Linked DNA regions of Mus musculus: region 2 is linked to region 1. Evidence: chromatin contacts called from public HiCAR-type data. All regions are on one chromosome and are shown on one strand. The core of a region is the stretch at or near the end of the contact, and the rest is flanking DNA. Distances in the headings are between cores, read along the strand shown. Region 1 has its middle 130 kb from the start of Gm30073. Region 2 has its middle 33 kb from the start of Gm51779.

The links. HiCAR-type assays count read pairs that join an accessible place to other places.
Region 2: a HiCAR-type map of fibro-adipogenic progenitors shows a contact between it and region 1, with 8 times the contacts expected there. The contact joins two enhancer-like sites. A contact is called at or near these places in 2 of 39 promoter capture datasets (the 3T3-L1 cell line and hippocampal neurons), 1 of 15 datasets of contacts at CTCF or cohesin (pro-B cells), 71 of 484 Hi-C or Micro-C datasets (the 3T3-L1 cell line, the 63-12 cell line, the C10 cell line and 38 more) and 8 of 115 datasets of contacts at active chromatin or transcription factors (PVALB interneurons, VIP interneurons, astrocytes and 4 more).

The regions. Positions count from the first base shown.
Region 1 is chr10:87,663,388-87,669,812 of GRCm38.p6, forward strand. No RefSeq gene overlaps it. Among named protein-coding and RNA genes, the nearest start is that of Gm30073, 130 kb to the right of the region's middle. Within about 2 kb of position 3,129, at least 46 of the 459 cell types and tissues checked have an H3K27ac peak or open chromatin away from gene starts, as enhancers often do. A contact at or near this core is called in fibro-adipogenic progenitors, palatal mesenchyme and uterus, where this site is marked.
Region 2 is chr10:88,300,094-88,306,518 of GRCm38.p6, forward strand. It overlaps a transcript of Washc3 not described here. Among named protein-coding and RNA genes, the nearest start is that of Gm51779, 33 kb to the right of the region's middle. Within about 2 kb of position 3,233, at least 39 of the 459 cell types and tissues checked have an H3K27ac peak or open chromatin away from gene starts, as enhancers often do. A contact at or near this core is called in fibro-adipogenic progenitors, palatal mesenchyme and uterus, where this site is marked.

The sequences.
Region 1 (6,425 bases), core at 1,879-4,378:
CCTGTCTTTATTTTTAATGTTACTTTCTGTAATACTTAAGACTATTTCCTACAATGACCAGAAACACTGTAGAAGGAAAACCCTAAATATTATTTAAAAATTCATTATTTTTGGAAACTTACACAAGCAAGCCACAGGGAATTTATTTACCCCAACAGACCTCAGAGCCAGTGATTGAAACTGTGAATTCTTGTTGGACCACCCAGGGTCAAGCTTTGGCTCCATTACTTACCAGCTTGTGACCTTGAGTAAGTTCTTAATCATCCAGTGTCTCAGTCTTTCATGTATAAAATGGGGATGTTCATCAGCGTGATGTTTTGTGGATATGGTGGTGATTAAATCATAGAACCAGTATAATATGATAACCAGAATACTTAGTAACATTCAACAAATGCAGTGAATGGAGCACCTGCTTCTGTTCCTTTCTTCTACCCATAGAAGGCCAACTTACCTGGTACTTGCTCCCATTATTCTCAAGATAATACATTGTGGACATCAAGAGGCTCATCTTAACAGGCCATGCTCTCATTACCATCAGCTGTAGCATCAATGTGTTGGACCTACCCCAGAAGGGCAAGATAGTCCTCCAGCGAAAGAAAGAGAGAGAGGAAGGAAGGAAGGAAGGAAGGAAGGAAGGAAGGAAGGAAGGAAGGAAGGAAGGAAAGAAGAGGAGGGGAGGGGAGGGGAGGGGAAGGGAAGGGAAGGGACAGTAGGGTAGGAGAGGAGAGGAGAGGAGAGGAGAGGAGAGGAGAGGAGAGGAGAGGAGAGGAGAGGAGAGGAGAGGAGAGGAGAGAAGAGAAGAGAAGAGAAGAGAAGAGAAGAGAAGAGAAGAGAAGAGAAGAGAAGAGAAGAGAAGAGAAGAGAAGAGAAAAGAAAAGAAAGTTAAAGTTTGGAATAATTCTGCTATGATCTTGCGAATGCCTCTCAAACTTTAGCTACATTTCCTGGGGTAGATTTCATCTCTCCTGAGACTTTTCCAAGGCAGTTAAATAGAACATTAGAAGGTTTATGAGCATGTTAGCACAATTCCATTTAGATTCTGCTCATCATGCTTAAAGAAAAAAGTGGTTGGTGGCTATCATTCTTTTTAATTTTATTTAATTTTTTTTACACATCAGATTTTATCTCCCCTCTGGTCTACCCTCTTACTGTTCCACATCCCATACTTCCCCGCCCCCCACATCTCCACGAGGATGTCCCTACCCCTATCCCCCACCCCCGATCCTCCACCCTGAGGCTTCCAGTCTCTTGAGGGTTAGGTGCATCTTCTCTGACTGAACCCCGACCTGACAGTCTTCTGCTGTATATGTGTTGTGACCTCATATCAGCTGGTGTATGCTGCCTGGCTGATGGTCCAGTGTCTGAGGGATCTCAGGGATTCAGGTTAATTGAGTCTGCTGTTCTTGCTACAGGGTCGTCCTCCTCCTCAGCTTCTTCCAGCTTTTCCCTAATTCAGTCACAGGGATCAGCTGCTTCTGTCTATTGGTTGGGTGTAAATATCTGCATCTGACTCTTTCAGCTGCTTGTTGGGTCCTTCGGAGGGCAGTCATGCTAGGTCCATTTTTGTGAGCACCCCATAGCCTCAGTAATAGTGTCAGGTCTTGGAGCCTTCCCTTGAGCTGGATCCCACTTTGGGCCTGCCACTGGACCTCCTTTTCCTCAGGCTCTTCTCCATTTTTGTCCCTGCAGTTCTTTTGGACAGGCACAATTATGGGTCAGAGTTTTTGACTTTTTCTTTCTTTCCCCTTTCCTTTTTGACTTCCTTTTGTTTTTACTCTGTCACACTTGCTGAAGTGCAATTGTGGCTGGAGCCAAGGTCTCTCATACTTGCTCCCTTGGTGACCTCTTTCTGAAGGCCAAGAAATCATCTACTTTCTACTCTCTGATTTTCCAGCAATCACCATGCTTTGTAGACGTAGCCAGGGTAGATCCTCAAATAAAGATTTTTGTAAAAACAGGATATCAAGGAACATTTCTGCTTTGCTACAAACATAATTCTGAAAGTCACTGTGATATGCACATATGCCTGAAAACCATGAAGCAGGAGGCAATTGTATGTATATTCTCCACATTGCCCCTGTCAGGGTCTAGAACACCATTTTCCAGTTGAGCTATGAGCAGAATAAAAATAATCTCTCTCTCTGCTACCAAACATAGTAGCCACAAGCTCCATGCAGCTACTGACTAAAGAATTTATTTTAATTTAATTTTGACACATCATGACTGGTCATTGCTTATAGTGAAATGACACAGCAGATTGCAGATATAATTCCTGCGTATACATGTTTGTACTGGTGTATCTGAATCGTATGTGAGGATGTGTGTATGTGTGGATATAAGTGTTGATGTCTGAAGACAACTTGGGTGTCATTCCTTGGGCTCTTATCTTTTGGAGGAAGCAGACTCTGTCACTGGCATTGAGTTTGTTAAATAGCCTAGGCTTGTTGGTCGTTGAGTTTCAGATTTCCACGACTCCAAACCTCTAGCACTGGGATTACAAGTGCATTATCACCACACCTGGCTTTTAATATGCAGGTTCCAGAGATTGAATTCAGGTCCTTATGCATTCGAGTGAAAAACACTTTATCATTGGGGTTATCTTCCTGTAGGATATAATTCCCCAAGACAAGAGATAGATCTTCTAACCTTGTCAAAGCGAGGCATGCATGCTCAACTTCTGATCTGATAAATGAGAGCAGCATCTCCGAGATGCGTTGGATCTCAGAGCTAGTAAGGGCATGTGGCTGGGAAGTGATTTATTCTGCTCTTTCTATGATGCTACACCCAGTAGCTTTTCCTTCCTAATGAACGGAATGGCACTATGCTGCCGTGTGATCCTACTCATCTGAAACACAGCAGAGCAGTAATTAACTGCCTGATTTGCAAGTAAAATCTTCATAACCCCTTCTCTCCAGCAAACAAGAAATCTGGCTCTTTTGTCTATGGAAATGGCCTGCTATTTCTTTGCCCCTGAGACATTGGGCCATGACCTCAGAAGAACTGTCCCATATCACAACAAGCTGGTACTTTAGGGCGGCCTCCCATTTCTTCCAGCCAACTTATACCAAAGCGATTTCCCAACACATGTTTATAGATGTGCTCTCCTGAGCTCCACACACAGAGAACCGTTTTCCTTTTGAACAGCTTGTATGGTTACATCTTGTAGTAATTTATCTGTGTGCTGCCTGCCAACTGCTTTGGAGGGAAAACATGTTTGATGCATAACAATAGATCATTTGGGGATAAATCAAATCCTTAATGAAGTCTTGCTTCTCTGCAGCCAGGCCTCTCGCTCAGAGGAGCCTCTCTGGGGCTGTAGTGGCTTAGGAAAGGGAATGTGGGTGCCCCATTCTGTGAAACAAGTAAATTCAGAGACTTGGTTTTCTCCAAGACAAGACTAACAACAGAGCATCCCTGGGGCCCTTCCTCACGGAGGCCGACTGAAACCACTGATGTTGGATTGGAGTCTAGAGCCTGGAGGCTGTTCAGATTAGACCTATGTTTGGAAGAAATGAGAGATCTCTTTTGCCCAAAGCCTCACACTTTCCTTGGAGGGACTCCATGGCCGCCCACACACCCTTGTCTTTCCCAGTTCCTCTAGAGAAAAAGGAAAGTTACAAGGAGATAGAAAGTAAGAAGAGAGGAGAAGAAAGAGAAGGAGAAGACTAGAACCCACAGTCTAAAAGAAAGTAGGGGAGAGGTGTGAGAGAACAGAGGGAAGGCCTTAAGCAAGAAGGATGGGAGGAAGCAAACCAAGCTAGATACCAGCTAAAGCCATATGTACCATAAACACTGTGACTCTGGTTGAACACTTGCCATACACGACATGCCAAGTGCCAGACACCACATGCCAGACTCCTAGGAACCACGTGATATCCAGAGACCTTAAGAAAGCAGTGGCTGGATCCCTGCAAACCTCTTGTGCTGAGACTATGCACCACACAGGTGCTACTAAGGACGATACTCATCTCTTTTCTAAGCACTTCACTCCGAATATCTAGAAGGCCTGAAGTGGAAGGCTGAAAAGGGGGATGGGGGCTGGTGGTGAGGTGGGGGTAGGAAGGCACCATGAGAGAGTCAGAATAACTGATATAAAAATGTTTAATCATATCAGCCTGTCCTCATCTGAGGACATGCATCACCCATAGACATGCTAAAATGCCAAGTAAAACACAGATTATGCTTTGAGCCTGCACTCATGAACTCCCCATGGGAGCCTTGCAGGGGCTGGTATATGTTTTTTGCTGAATTGGGGGTACATTTGAAGCTAAGTTCTGAGATTGTTTTCTAAGGAGAAGAATGAGCTGTGCAAGTGATTTTTCTTGAGTGACTGAGGAACTCTTTCATCAAGTGCTCACCCCCCCCCCCCCCCCCCAGTCTTCTCTGGCTCCCTCTGCCTCCAGGACCAAGTCCAAACCCTCTGTCCTGAAATCCAAGGCCTTCCACAGGCTGGCTCCAGACAGCCTTATCAACAGTGTTTTTCCACCACTCTGCTGCGAGCGATCAATCCCGTGGAGTTCGTTCGTAAGCTTGAAGCCCCTCTCCCCAGACTCCGCAGCTTTTGGAAAGGGGGTCCTGAATCTATAGATTTCTTTTTTAAACTAAGAGGTTCTTGTTCCTCCCACCATCTGTTAAATCTTAGGTTAAAAACAGAAAGGGGTGGGGTTAGCATTGAAGCCCCGCTGCAAGCAAGCTTCGTGGGAACGATTCCAGATTCATGTTGACAACTTCCGTGTCCACCTTTATCCTTCCCACTGTTGGAGAGAGGCGCCTCCCATTCTAGGGGGGGGGGGGGGGGCGCGACAATAAGATGGCTCTGGTGAGTGTGCCTAGAACCGGGTGGAGAGGACTACTGTCACTCTCCCATTGGTCATCCAGTCCCCTTCTCTCCAGTTTTGTCTGTTTCCTCTTTTCATACACATCAACAGTGTCACCATTTGTCCATGACTCCATGTAAATTTCTCTCTCTTATCATTCCTTCTCATTCGCTAAGAACCTGGTTTATTAAGCCACCCCCTTTCCAGTAAAAGACTTTCAGTTTAGTCTCTTTCTCCCAAGGATTCTAAGGATTGGCATATGCATCAATTTCATGTTCTTGTTATGCTACAGTGAAACATGGATTTCTAGACAGAATGTCTTCACCATGAGAAGGTTCTCCAGCTTCTGTCCAGCTTCTTTGCTTATATCAAGGGCACAGTGGAGCAATAAAACAACTACTAAAATAAAGCTCCTGTCTGTGTACCTCCTTAGGTATCATGAATATTTCAGACACCTTTGGTTTCCTCTTGGTCTCTACTATATAGAGAGGGCATACTTACGGCACTCCATAAATTCTTTATTCTCAAGGTGACGTTTTCTTTCATATGTGAGGTTACCTTAAAACCTGGAGCATTATTTCTTAAGAAGGAAAGACACAAGGCCTGATTTCCCTTAACTCACAAATGTCCAAGGGTGGGGATTTAAGTCCAATGGGTTTTATGGGAGCTAAGACTGAGAGTGAACCCCAGCCTTGCAGAGCAAGCCTAGTGTTTGATGACCACTTCTCTTTGTGCCTGGGATTCGTTCACTGTAGACTTTCCCCATAGCTGAGTTTGCAGTCATTGGACTTAACATGTTGTTAAAGTGTGTTCGCAGTCTCTGCATCCTTCTCCTTTGCTAGCAGGAATCAGTGGCTCGGATTTATAATTCCAATATTCTGAGCAAAGAATGTGTTACCCTGGCTTGTTTTCCCTTACCAGACCTGAAATCCCTGGCAAGCTTTGGGGCCACCTTTAGATCAGGTGATGACCACGGTGAAGTCACAGGAATACAACTGCACCAGCACACCCCACCATTGAAGCTGAGGCCTTGTACCGGTCCCCTTTATCACGTGTGTTTAGAAAGAGAGATACTTTTCTAGCAGTATAAGAAATACAAATTCCTGAATGAGTCAGACAAGCAGCAGAATACAAGGCACTAGAAATAGGGTGCCAGCAAACGTTCATGTAAAAGGAAGGGCTGCCTGATGTTTCAGTCTTTAAAAAGACCCCCTAAGTATGGATCTGAATGGGAAGTTTTGAGTTTTAAATGAAACTGACCTGTGGGCTATCTTAATGTTCTTAGGCTGGCATTTTTAGGCTCTGCTTTGAAATTGGAAGTGTAAGGATTTGTTTCTTAAAGTAATAACATAAATGACTTGAATAATGCTACTGATTTCCTTTTACTATAGTTGTTTACAGGCCCAAGAGGTCTTTTTTGGATATCAGTTGGTTGATTCATTTACATAAGGCACCCCCCCCCAGGAGGTATTCACTTGGAGGTATGTGGGTATTAGCATTTTCATCTGCCTTACTTCAGAACCTCTCTAACTTCTTGGCCAAGCTCACAGGCTTTCATATCTTCTCAGCTGTAAGAAGGCAAGGCTGGGTCTTGGTGGGGGTGGCAGA
Region 2 (6,425 bases), core at 1,983-4,482, 640 kb after region 1:
AAATAATGCTCTGGTCTCGGCCCAAACCATTCATTAGCACAGCTTGGGTGTGGTTCTCATCTCATGCCATCATCTGAGGAAGTAAAAGTGATGTTTATAGATTTCAAGGCATGTCCCCAACTTCCTTGGCTAGGAGATGAGCTGAAAGATAGGTGCAATATATGGGCTTAGAAAATATTCATCATTCAACTGGGTACCTGGTAAATATGAGCCACCGTGTGAGTGCTGTGAACCAAACCCAGGTCGTCTGCAAGAACAGGGAGTGCTCACACACACACACACACACACACACACACACACCCTCTTGTTATCCTCCCCCTTTCATCAAGAAAAATCCTCTCATTTCTAACTGGCCACAGGCCATGCAGAATAATGTCTGTATTGATCTTTGCTACTGTAATCAATGGGTTCATTGGGAATCAATGGGTGTTGTGTAGGGCTACATGTAGGACTAGACACTAGTAACAAACCAACATATATCTGTCCCTTTCTCTCCTGTCCCTTTTTCACCCTTACTTCTTGGGCTATAAGGATGGTGGATGAGGCTCTATAATCTACTTTCATGTATATATGGGACAGAGCAGGTACCTTGAGTGTGGTAGAACCCCTCGTCCTGAACTGTTCACCTCTATACTCTGTATAAAGAAGAAACAGCCATGCTGGGTTTGACCCTGTCTCAGATAAATGAGATCTTACAGATATAGTGCTCAGGTGTGTGGATTCTGTAGTTAGACTGTCGTAGATTCCACAACTTAGAAGCTCATGGGCTTGGTGACCTTGCCTCACTTCTCCCCTTCTGTAAAGTGGGAGTGCTAAAGACAGCACGATTACCTTCTATGATGACTAGCAATGAGCTAAAGCATAGAATCCTTAAGATATATAAAGCTCAGTATGTAGTGGGTACTCAATACATGTGGACTTTCTTAACAGCATTTATTTAATATATAAAGATATTCCCCAATGGTGCAAGATAAAAGGCTATTCTCCAAAGTCTGATACTTTTTTTAAACTGCTCCAGTAATAGCGATAGTTATAATAGTAATATCCTTTAAAAAATTGAGCTGGAGATATAACTTAGTGCCAGAGCATGTGCTCAGCATGCACAAGGGCTGTACTGGTTGGTCTTTTTGTCAACTTGACATAGGCTAGAAGCATCTGAGGAGAGGGGGGATCTCGGTTAAGAAAGTTCCTCCATCCGATTGGCCAGTGGACAAGCCTTTGGGGCACATCTTTGATGGATGACTGAAATGAATCACTGTGAGAGGTGCTACCTCTGGGCAGGTGTGTCCTAGGTTATATAAGAGTACAGGCTAGACCAGGTGGTGACTCACGAGCCCTCCTAGTACTCCGGAGGCAGAGACAGGTGGATCTCTATGAGTTTGAGACCAGCCCGCTCTACAGAGCTAGTTTCATGACATTCAGGCTATGCAGAGAAACCCTGTCTTGAAACAGACAAACAAACAAACAAAAGATGCAGGCTAAGCAAGTCCTGGGGTGTGGGGGGGAGATATGGCTTCTGCTACAGTTCCTGCCTCCAGGCCCCTTCCTGGGTTTTCTACGCCGAGTTCCCTAGTGTCAGGACACATAAGCTGAAATATACCTTTCCTACCCAAATTGGTTTTGACCAGGCCTTTACACAGCCATAGAAAGCAAACCAGGACAGGGCCATAGGTTTATTCCCTTGTTACCAGTAAATAAATGCAATTTTTTATGTAGCATTTAGTAACTTTACCTGATTAGTTAAGCATTATTATTGTTGCTGCTTTGAAGCCGAGTCCTATTATACAGTTCAGGCTGGCTGGGAACATGCTATGTAGCCCAGAACATGAACTCATAATCCTTCTGCCTCTCAAGCATTAGGCTTACAGGCACATACCACCATGCCTGGAGAGTTAGGTATTATTACTTTTATTTCATGGAGGAGAAAATTGATACTCAGGGAAGTCAAGCCAAGGATTACACAGTTGCTAGGAGACATTGTTGATATTTAAACACAGATCTTTGGCTTCCAAGTCCCCTACATTTGCCACAAGCTTTCATTTGTTCTTCCATGCAAACCACTGCACCATTGGCTGTATCTCCTTACGTCCTGTCATCCGTGTGCGCATTTGTTCTAAAGGACTAGATTTTTCTATTAGGAAAGAGACATAGAAAATGTGCAAGTCTCTACGTAAGAAATGGTGTTTTCTCATTCCTGGCAAAGCCCTGGCAGGATGAGGCCCTTCGTGTGTTTACATAAAATGTTAGTCCTAGAAAATGCTTTAGAAAGCAGACCCAGCTGAGGCTTGGCTGGAGTGTGAGAGGGGAAGAGGAGCCTTTCTCCATCTTGATTGCTGTCTGTCTAGGTCCCCAGGCTTGATTGGGACTGGTATCCAGGCTAAGCCTGAAAGGGGCTCAAACAAGCCTAGCATCTGGGGTGGGGCCCAGCTTGAAGACAGCGCATGTGTTTTGAATTGGCAATTCTTTTAACAGAAGCAATTTGGAACCCAGTCAGGGAAGCTGCTGCTGGGACTGTTACAGCCATTTTCCGTGTCCCCTGAGGGCAGTGCCTCTGAAGGGACTGCAGTTAGATCCTAGGGAGAACTTGACATTCACAAGTGACTTTGAGAACTTTGCTATTAGTGAAGGCTCTGAAGAAAGACGAGGGCATCGCGCACAAGTGTGTGCTGTGTTACCTGCGGTTGGAACCAGAAAGTGAAAATAGGACCCCTTGATATAATAATAGTTCCCAGCAATGACTCCATCATTTGACAACCTAGTCCAAATCTGAGCTTACGGGTTCAGTAACTGGGGCCAAGTTTCTACTCCACTGTGGTTCTCGGTTTCCTCACCCAGAGCGGAGCGACTGAGGTTGAAGTAAAATATACCCCACTTTATGGAAGGTGTTCGGCGGATACTCATTTCATCTTTTTCTTATGAAGCTTTTCCTAGTCTGTGACTCTATGATTCAGCACTTCCTGGAATTCTAAGGCACCAGTAACTTTCCAAGAGTGTAAACTGTCTCCTCTGTCACGTCCAAGTTCTTCCCAGCATCCCTGCGAGAGGAGCGGGGTAGTGACTGGTCAGAGATCCTCAACTGAGCTCGGTGTTCCGCGTCGGCTTCCTCTTCTGCTCCCATTCGGACAAAGATGAAATTGTCCAAACAAGTTGTTTCACAGGGTAGTGGAGCCCTGGTGGGTGTGATGTGATGCTTCACACCCCTCGCTGCTGGTGAAGATTAACATCTGGAATCTCTGGAACACCCAGGACTAGGTCGATTGTAGTACTGGGAGGTTGCACCCTGTTTAAGAACAGGAGTCAGAACCTCGAGCACTGGAAGGGCTGGTACTGAGCAGCCTCACTTGAGAGCCTTGGTCACTTTCTATATACAAAGAAATGATGCTGTTAACTGAATGTTGAAAATCCTCTAAACTCAAAAGTTCTCTGAACCAGCCATGTACAGACTATCTCTGTGGGAACATAGCCTCTGCCTCTGCCTGTGGGCTACCGTCCAATTCCCATTTATACTTTCTTCTGAGGGCAAGCTTTTAAAAGGCTTTTGTGAAGGAGTCTTCCTAAATGGAACCCTTACATTCAGGGAGTATTGGTTGGGAAGACAGGACATACACAGAAAGAAACCAATAGCCTGCTAAGTATTTCCGAAGGACTTGAATGTTAACTCAGTGGTAGAGACTTTGCCTGTATACACAAGACCCTGAGTTAAGTCCCTAGCACCCAAAAGGGGGAAAGTCACTCCATGAGTTAATTGTGTTTAAGTTGGGCTGCCTTCATTAATATGTGCCACATGACAAAGATGATAAAAAGATATGTATGTCCATTTTGCACCAAAGCCCCTTATAGCCTGCCAGATCATTAAAAGCAGCAAAGTTATAGAACATTAAGGGTTTTTTTTAATTTAAACAAATGTATATTCTAAAGACATCTGTCTCTCCCCTGTATGGATAGCAATATGTAGCCCAGGCTAGACTTGAATTCCCCATCTTCCTGCCTTAGCCTTCTGACTGCCAGGTTTAGAGTCGTGCATACCACACCCTGCGCCCTCCTTTTTAATTTATAATAAAAGAATTTATAAAGAAAAAAATAAGGCCTTCCATGGTCAACCACAGCTGGCTCAAAGTGAGCACAAGCCACTGATATGTAGATGAAAAGTCTTGCTTTATGGGATTCCACCCCCCACCTGATCTCTGAGGATAAGGGCAAAAGATTTCTTTTCTGAATTCTGTCCCTTTCTTCCACCACCACCACCACCACCACCACCCATCCAGAAGAAACAGAAATCCAAAAGGGATAGGAGCAAGTTCTCAGTAGCTTTCCATTCAGTTGAGAAAGGATCTGCTCAAGTGCCCCTGGTTGCCACAGCTCCAGCCTGGCCCTTCCTTGCCAAGTCTGGAGTGTGGCAGTCATTATGACAGTCCACTAGCGCCCCCTGTGGTCCATTTCAGGAAACTAGCCATGACCTGTAAATTTGCCGAACCTTTAAACCTTTCTAACAAATCTCAGGATTTCATAATCATAGTTGCAGCTTTGATCCCTGAGGAACAACTGGAAGCCACGTCCCGTGGTTATCTCCTGAGCATACAGGATACTGGAAAGTGCCTCTTCAAAAGCACCCAGCCACATAAAAAAGACAAAGTGTGGAATTAGTTATGAGCATTATTATGTAAGGCAAAGGGGTTGGGAAATGCTGGGTTAAGTAGGATTCAATAAATATTAAATATGAAGGTTCTTTTCTGCTCTTCTTCAGAGCGTCTGACGTGTAGTTTATATCTCTCAAGGGGAAATGATATTTCTCCCATTGCCAGAAGGAAGTGTAAAGAAATTGTCACTCCGGTTTGTAAATGAAGTCCCAGGAAGGTGACAGAGTTCCCTTGGAGGTGGGGGTCATCACTAACACACACACACACACACACACACACACACACACACAGAGGGGGTGAGGAAAAAAGAGGGAGAAGGAGAGGAAGGAGAGGAGGGAGAGAGGGAGAAGAGTGTTCATGCTGCTATAGAACATGGTTGTTTGTAGAACAGAAAATGGCGTTACTTTCAACCAGCTGTGTTGGGGAATCAAGTAGACCCTTTTCATGTTCAGTTTGGTCCACCTCTTCAGGGAGAATTGTTCCCAGTTCTCTGTTCTGAAAACCAAAAAACCTCTTTTGTTGTATGCAATTCTCTGTTCAATAAATACTTATTAAACATCAACTGGATACACAAGCAAAATAACACATGGTCCAAGAAGAGCAAAGATTGGATGGATGAGATCTCTGCTCTGTGCTGGCTGTGTTCGTGGACAAGCTGTTTATCCCCCTTAAGAGGCCAATGGGACTGATGATAGCAGCTCCTTTGATAAAATATGTTGAGGATTTAATCCCACAGTGCTCAAACTGTGGGTCTCAACCCTCTCTTTTTTTATTAGATATTTTCTTCATTTACATTTCAAATGCTATCCTGAAAGTCCCCTGTACCCTCCCCCAGCCCTGTTACCCTACCCACCCACTATTGCTTCCTGGTCCTGGCGTTCCCCTGTACTGGGGCATATGATCTTCGAAAGACCAAGGGCCTCTCCTCCCATTGATGGCCGACTAGGCCATCCTCTGCTACATATGCAACTAGAGACACAGTTCTGGTGGGTACTGGTTACTTCATATTGTTGACCCAAAGATTTATTTATTGTATATGTATGAGTACACTGTAGTTGTCTTCAGACATATCAAATCCCATTACACAGGGTTGTGAGCCACCATGTGGTTGTTGGGAATTGAACTCAGGACCTCTGGGAGAGTAGTTGGGGCTCTTAACCACTGACCCATCTCTCCAGTCCTCAACCCTTTCATCTCAGCTATCCTGCATATCACATATTTGCATTATGCTTCGTAACAGTAGCAAAATTACAGTTACAAAGTAGCAATGAGGATAATTTTATGGTTGAGGGTCACCACAGCATGAGGAACTGTATTAAAGGATCACAGCATTGGGAAGGTGAGAGCCCCTACTTTAATAAGGTAATACCCACAGAATGGCTAGCACAAGGCTAGCATATAAAGGAAACTCAGTAACTATTTATTTACTTCAGTTATTGTTGTTGTTGTTGTTGTTGAGATAATTCAGGCATGGCGCCTGCCCTCAAGGACTTGATAGTCCCTTGAGAGACAGATGACAAGGACATTTGACATAGCAATATGAAGGAATGGGTCAGAGAGAGCAATGCCACTTGCCCACACCAGCCTGCTCTTAGTGACTAGCTCAAGTGCCATTTAAATTTCATTCTTGTGGCTGCAGAGATGGCTCAGTGATTAGGAGCACTGGCTGCTCAATTCCCAGCAACCACATGGTGGCTCACAACCACCTGTAATAGGATCTGATGCCCTCTACTGGCACATACATGTACATGCAGATAGAGTGCTTATATACATAAAATAAATTAATCG